Regions from separate parts of the Mus musculus genome. Here region 2 is linked to region 1. Evidence: chromatin contacts called from public HiChIP or PLAC-seq data. All regions are on one chromosome and are shown on one strand. Each heading gives the region's core, a stretch centred on a gene start, on an enhancer-like site or on the middle of the called end of the contact. The rest is flanking DNA. Distances are from core to core; before and after follow the strand shown. Region 1 holds the start of Srprb (signal recognition particle receptor, B subunit). Region 2 holds the start of 5830418P13Rik (RIKEN cDNA 5830418P13 gene).

Region 1 (2,700 bases), core at 195-2,694:
CTTCAGCATAGCACACAAAACCACTCCCAGGTCTGATTCCTACAAACTTTTCCAGCTGCCTTTCTGCCACTTTTGCTTCCATGGACAATCTAATCATTCTTATACATAGCCTGTAGCCAGCGACTCAGTATCTGGCGATGGTAAGGCCAACGGAGTGGCCCTCTCGAGTGGGCTTCTTCTCACCTGCCCTCTGCCTTTTGAGGATGTATGGAAATCGAAATCACATTGCGAACCTTCCAAACTCAAACTTTAACATCTTTGTTTCATTTCCTACCCAATCACTCACTGCCACACTAGAGAGGAAGGGAATGTCTCATTTCCTCTCTTCCTGGTACCTGCAGGAGTTGGGGTTTTATGTGGCAGTGCGACATTTTAATGAATTTGTTTAGCCTTTAAGTGACATCGACTTTTCCTGTCATCTCCCAGGCAGACCTGTACTTAAATACTTTAAAATAATGACAGCTACTTAATGACAGAGGCTGCAAATGGCCCTCGAGGCTTGGCCACTTCTGACTCGCAGAGATATTTTTAAATTGAAGCTCACATTTTTTTTTAAATGTTTCGATTACCCGATGAAATCTTAAGTAGAAGAGTTCCCATGAAGATCTTTTATAAATAAGTCCTCTTGAGAAACTGAAAAATGTTGTCTACTCTGGGCCTCTCAAATGGCCTACCTGGTTGAGTAGGCCTGCTTCCTTTGGGTGGGAATGATCAATCTATCGTCGACACCTCCACATCCTCCCGAGCACTGATTTTCCTGATTGCTTTTTAAAATGCAGTCATTTTTTTCCGTGCTGGACGTGTCAATGCAGGACACAGAATTCCCGAGTTTCCCACATGTCATTGGCTTTTACTCAAGCTTCTCTTCCGTGCGTCTTTTTCTGTTTTCTTTAGTTGCCGGTATAGGTTAATGCATCCTCCAAGATTCAGGTCCATCTCTAGCTACTTTTCTCTGACCTCATAAAGGACTTGATGTGTCTTTGTGGATTCTCTGTGACTCCATCACATCTTCGGTCACATCATACTGTGGTAAAATCTCTCATAAATTTCATCCCATGTAACGGCCGAGTAGAAATCCTCACCCTCAAATGAAGTTTTGTAGCCGTTAATTTTGCTAAAAGTCATCATTCTTTCAAAAATCGAAATGAAATGGGAGTAGAGGGGTGGGTTTGACCAAAAGACATCATATTCATTTATGAAATTCTCCAAAGATAAAAAATTAAAATGCAAAGAAAAAAAATTCCACAAAGCTATACATGTCTCAAAGCATGCCGATATGAATACACTCGCTAACTGGGTTGTAGAAACCAAAAAACTCCAACTCCCATCAGGCACTTAGCCGAGATACCCCTAAGGGACTACAACTCCCGTGATGCCCCGCGCCCCACCACGGCGTGGAGCCTAGAGCCACGTAACTTTGGCGGCCCGGGAAGACTACACACCTCTTTCATGGCTTCGGCGAACACCCGGCGAGTTGGCGATGGCGCCGGTGGCGCCTTCCAGCCTTACCTCGACTCCTTACGACAGGAGCTGCAGCAGAGGGATCCGACGCTGCTCTCCGTGGCGGTGGCTCTCCTGGCGGTGCTGCTGACGCTGGGTGAGGCGGCCGGCATTCACGGCGAGGGCAGGGTGGCTCGGCGCCGCAGGCCAGGGAGGCGGACGGCTGCGTTCCCTCTTCTACTACTCGTCTTCCAGACCCAGCAGTGTGGAAAGGGGACGCTGAAGTGACCTGGGTCTTGGGACAGGACTTACATGAGGCGGCCCTGTGCGCTTGAGCGCTGCGGCCGCCATCGTTCATTCCAACTTTGAGCCACTTGTGTCTGAACTGGGCTCTGAGATACTGGGGTACTAAGGTAGAGTAGAAATCCACCAATCAAATGTAGCAAGCCACTAATTTTTCCCAGATCCATCATTCTGTGTATACTTTTAGTCTCCACATTTGGATGAGGGAAATAGACGTGAAAAGGTTTACAGTTGATAGTGGCTGGCGCTCCGTGAGTTCCTAACAAAACTGACTCTAATCCGTGTGACAATGAAAGTAGTCCAGATGGACGCTTTGTTTTTTTGTCGTAAATGCCTACTAATAATGTCTTTAGAAAATGAAGGCTGCCTTTCTCTTCTCTGCAGTGTTCTGGAAGTTCATCTGGAGCCGAAAGAGCAGTCAGAGAGCTGTTCTCTTCGTTGGTCTCTGTGACTCTGGGAAAACGTTGCTGTTTGTCAGGGTAATGCTTTGATTTTCACCTCGGTTAGACTTAAGAGGGATGGGTAAGGCATTTCCGTAGCCCTGTCATCTTGCAGTTTATTTGGTACAGCAAGTTTAGGACATGTTTTTAAAAATATTTTTTTTTCTTTTTAATTATATGTATGTGTGTGGGTATATGCACATGAGTGCCTGTACCTGTAGAGGCCAGATGTGTCAGATTTTGTAGAGTCGGTCTTCAAAGCTGCCTGATGTGGGTGCTGGGAATTGAATTCAGGTCCCTTTGCTAGAAGCAGGATGGGATCTTATCCAACTTAGTTGAGTCTCCAGCCCTGGGAGTTAATTCTTTTTTTTTTTTTAAGATTTATTTATTATTATATCTAAGTACACTGTAGCTGTCTTCAGATGCACCAGAAGAGGGAGTCAGATCTCATTACAGATGGTTGTGAGCCACCATGTGGTTGCTGGGATTTGAACTCAGGACCTTCGGAAGAGCAGTC
Region 2 (2,700 bases), core at 92-2,591, 220 kb before region 1:
CCATTTGCTGTGGCTAACTTGCTGGTGGTGCAGAAACCCTTCCTTTTCTCTGCAGGTCCCAGGGCCTCTTTGGGGATTTGGGTTGGTGTTTCATGAGTATGTGCGTGTGTTTGTTTTGTTGGTTCAAAGGATAGGACCCAGGGCCTCATGCATGCTAAGTGTGTATGATACACTACACCCCCCATACTGGGAGCCATTCTTGGATGCTTCTAGACAGCATGTTGAGCCTGTTAAATGAGTCCATCAGTCTCATCATTGCCTCAAGGTCAACTGTTCTGGTTTTATCAACACACAAAGGCTGTTCATTCAAAAGTTCTGCACTTGACGGGTACCCTGGTCACATGCAAATCTCTCTCTCTCTCTCTCTCTCTCTCTCTCTCTCTCTCTCTCTCTCTCTCTCTGTCACACACACACACACACACACACACACACACACATCTCATTTGCCCATAGCATAACACCTCTCCATCAGTTTCAACCCATGGGGGACTAATTAGGTTGTGGTAGTTCACCCATTTACAGCCTCAACATTTCTTTTTTGGGATCCACATGCCAGCGCCCTCCACCCCCCCCCCCCGCCCCCCACGCCAGCCCTCTCAAGGCTCGGGCCAGCCAAATCTATTCATGCATCTGCTTCCCACGAAGGCAAGACCCTCCTGCCCTCAGATTACAACTGAAACCACCACCTGTGTGGGACCACAGGCTCTCAGTGCTTCTAAAACCACACACCACCACACCACAAAAACAAACACGTCTGTTTCTGTTACCTGCCTGCTACACAGAATTAGACCAAGATAAGCTCCGTCGTTGTCCCTTTGTCACTGTGAGCTACTTACCCCAACAGAGGGATACATCCCTGTGTGGGAACATTTGAAGACCTTCATATGGATGTAAAGTCCCAAAAAGACCAATAAACAGTGTTTACCTTTATTTAAAAACAAACAGCCGAGAATGTGAGGTTGCACACCTTTAATCTCAGCACTCAGGAGGCAGAGGCAGGTGGATCTCTGTGAGTTCAAGGCCAGGCTGACATACAAAAAAGAGTTTCAGAACAGTCAAGGCTGTTACACAAAGGAATCCTGTCTCAAAAAACAAAACAAGCCAACAACCTTTTAAAAGAAGCAAGGTGTGTCCTGGTTAGGATTCTGTCCCGTAGATTTCCTTGCTGGCCTGCAGGACCAAAGAAAGAGAACCCACGAGTCTCCCAGAAGGCCAGTTACTTAGACTCTACACAATATCTTTACATAATTCAGTGTCTGAAGTCCAGAAATAGAAAAGACACCACTTACGCTCCGTTTCAGCTAAGCCTCCACTGCCCTGCTAGCTTGCTCGCTGCGAACTGCTCCTAATTGAACCACCTGGGTGCAAAAGCCATCAGGAAGACAGTGCAGCTGTCTCAGCGACATTGGATGCTGCAAGACCTTCTTGCCTTTCTTATTATCCTTAATTATTATTTCCAAGCCAAGATTTCAGTTTCCAACCTCTACACAGCCCAGGGCCTGGAAGGTGAAGAGGACCCCATGCTGGGGTTTTGTTTGTTTGTTTGTTTGTTTGTTTGTTTTTGCCGAATCTGGAAGCCACTGGTATGCAAGGAGAGTAGATGCGCGCCCTCTCAAGGGTTTCTCCCAGTGGGGCTGCGAGTTTTAGACTCTTCTGCCCTGCAAATCTCCACGAGCAGGTGCCGCGAGTCAGAAAGTTAATCACCTTTTGGCAGGGGAAGATCATGACTGACGGCTGCTTCCAGTTCCCAGCGCAGGCTCCTGCTGCTTCTAATGAGGCTTCGTTAGCAGGTATGAAAAGGCCCCGCTGGCCCCTGGATTCTGCCAGCGCCTTTTGAAAATCAGACTTCCTCTCACAACATCACGGTACAATTACCCGTTGGCAGTGGTTCCCTGACAGGTGGTGGGGGAGGCTGCTGCCGGTGGTGACGAGCATTTGTTCTGGAGTAGATGGGTAAAGGGCTTTGGCTGGATTCCTCCTAAGCTCTTTCCACACCGTACTACTCAACTCCATGGATTTTGGGTTTCCAGGTGTGTGCTTGAGAGCGCGCGTGCGCGCGCACACACACACACACACACACACACACACACACGCACGCACGCACGCACGCACACACACACATACCATAATAGCACCCATTAGCGTTGAGACCCCCACATCCTTTGATAACAATGTCCTTAAATTGTACTTCAAGGATATTGGTAATTCTTTTAAGCATGGATTGATGCTCAAATGTTTTGACAGACTGGGGGGAGGGGGAATACCCATATAAGGAAGATCATTTCTGTTCTCATGGGTTGACAATCTTGGTGGGGCAAGGACTAAACAAAGCAACGTGGCACTGTACAGTTTGCATGGCCCCTTCCCTGAATTCATTTTGTCCCCAAAGGCATGAAGATAAATCTGATTTCAGTTGCTTCTCCACTACAGGATTCAGTAAGTGCCACCCAGTTCACTGCCCTTTGTTTAACTGCCCTACACACATTCTTCAATAAGCCCTTGGGCCACCTCACCAGCTTTTACTTAATTACACCCATGTGTTTGTTGGGAGGAGCTTGTCGGGGTGCTGGTGGAGTCAGAGGACAACTTTTGGGAGTTGGTTCTCTCCTTCCACCATGTTAATCCCAGGGGATCAAACTCAGGTCATCAGACTTGGTGACAAGTGCCTTTCCCAATGAGCCAGCTTGCTGGCTCAATAGA

The links. HiChIP or PLAC-seq counts read pairs in DNA pulled down with a chosen protein or histone mark.
Region 2: an H3K4me3 HiChIP or PLAC-seq map of the SCID.adh cell line shows a contact between it and region 1, with 11 read pairs. The contact joins the promoter of 5830418P13Rik here to the promoter of Srprb in region 1. A contact is called at or near these places in 3 of 39 promoter capture datasets (the 3T3-L1 cell line, hippocampal neurons and pre-B cells), 1 of 484 Hi-C or Micro-C datasets (the C2C12 cell line) and 4 of 115 datasets of contacts at active chromatin or transcription factors (the 230-238 cell line, the SCID.adh cell line, effector CD8 T cells and 1 more).

The regions. Positions count from the first base shown.
Region 1 is chr9:103,200,809-103,203,508 of GRCm38.p6, reverse strand. It overlaps Srprb (signal recognition particle receptor, B subunit), which reads left to right and starts at 1,444. Exons shown (of 7, transcript NM_009275.4): 1 at 1,444-1,597; 2 at 2,128-2,222. The coding sequence starts at 1,450.
Region 2 is chr9:103,422,219-103,424,918 of GRCm38.p6, reverse strand. It overlaps 5830418P13Rik (RIKEN cDNA 5830418P13 gene), which reads right to left and starts at 1,341. Exons shown (of 6, transcript NR_040466.1): 1 at 1,290-1,341.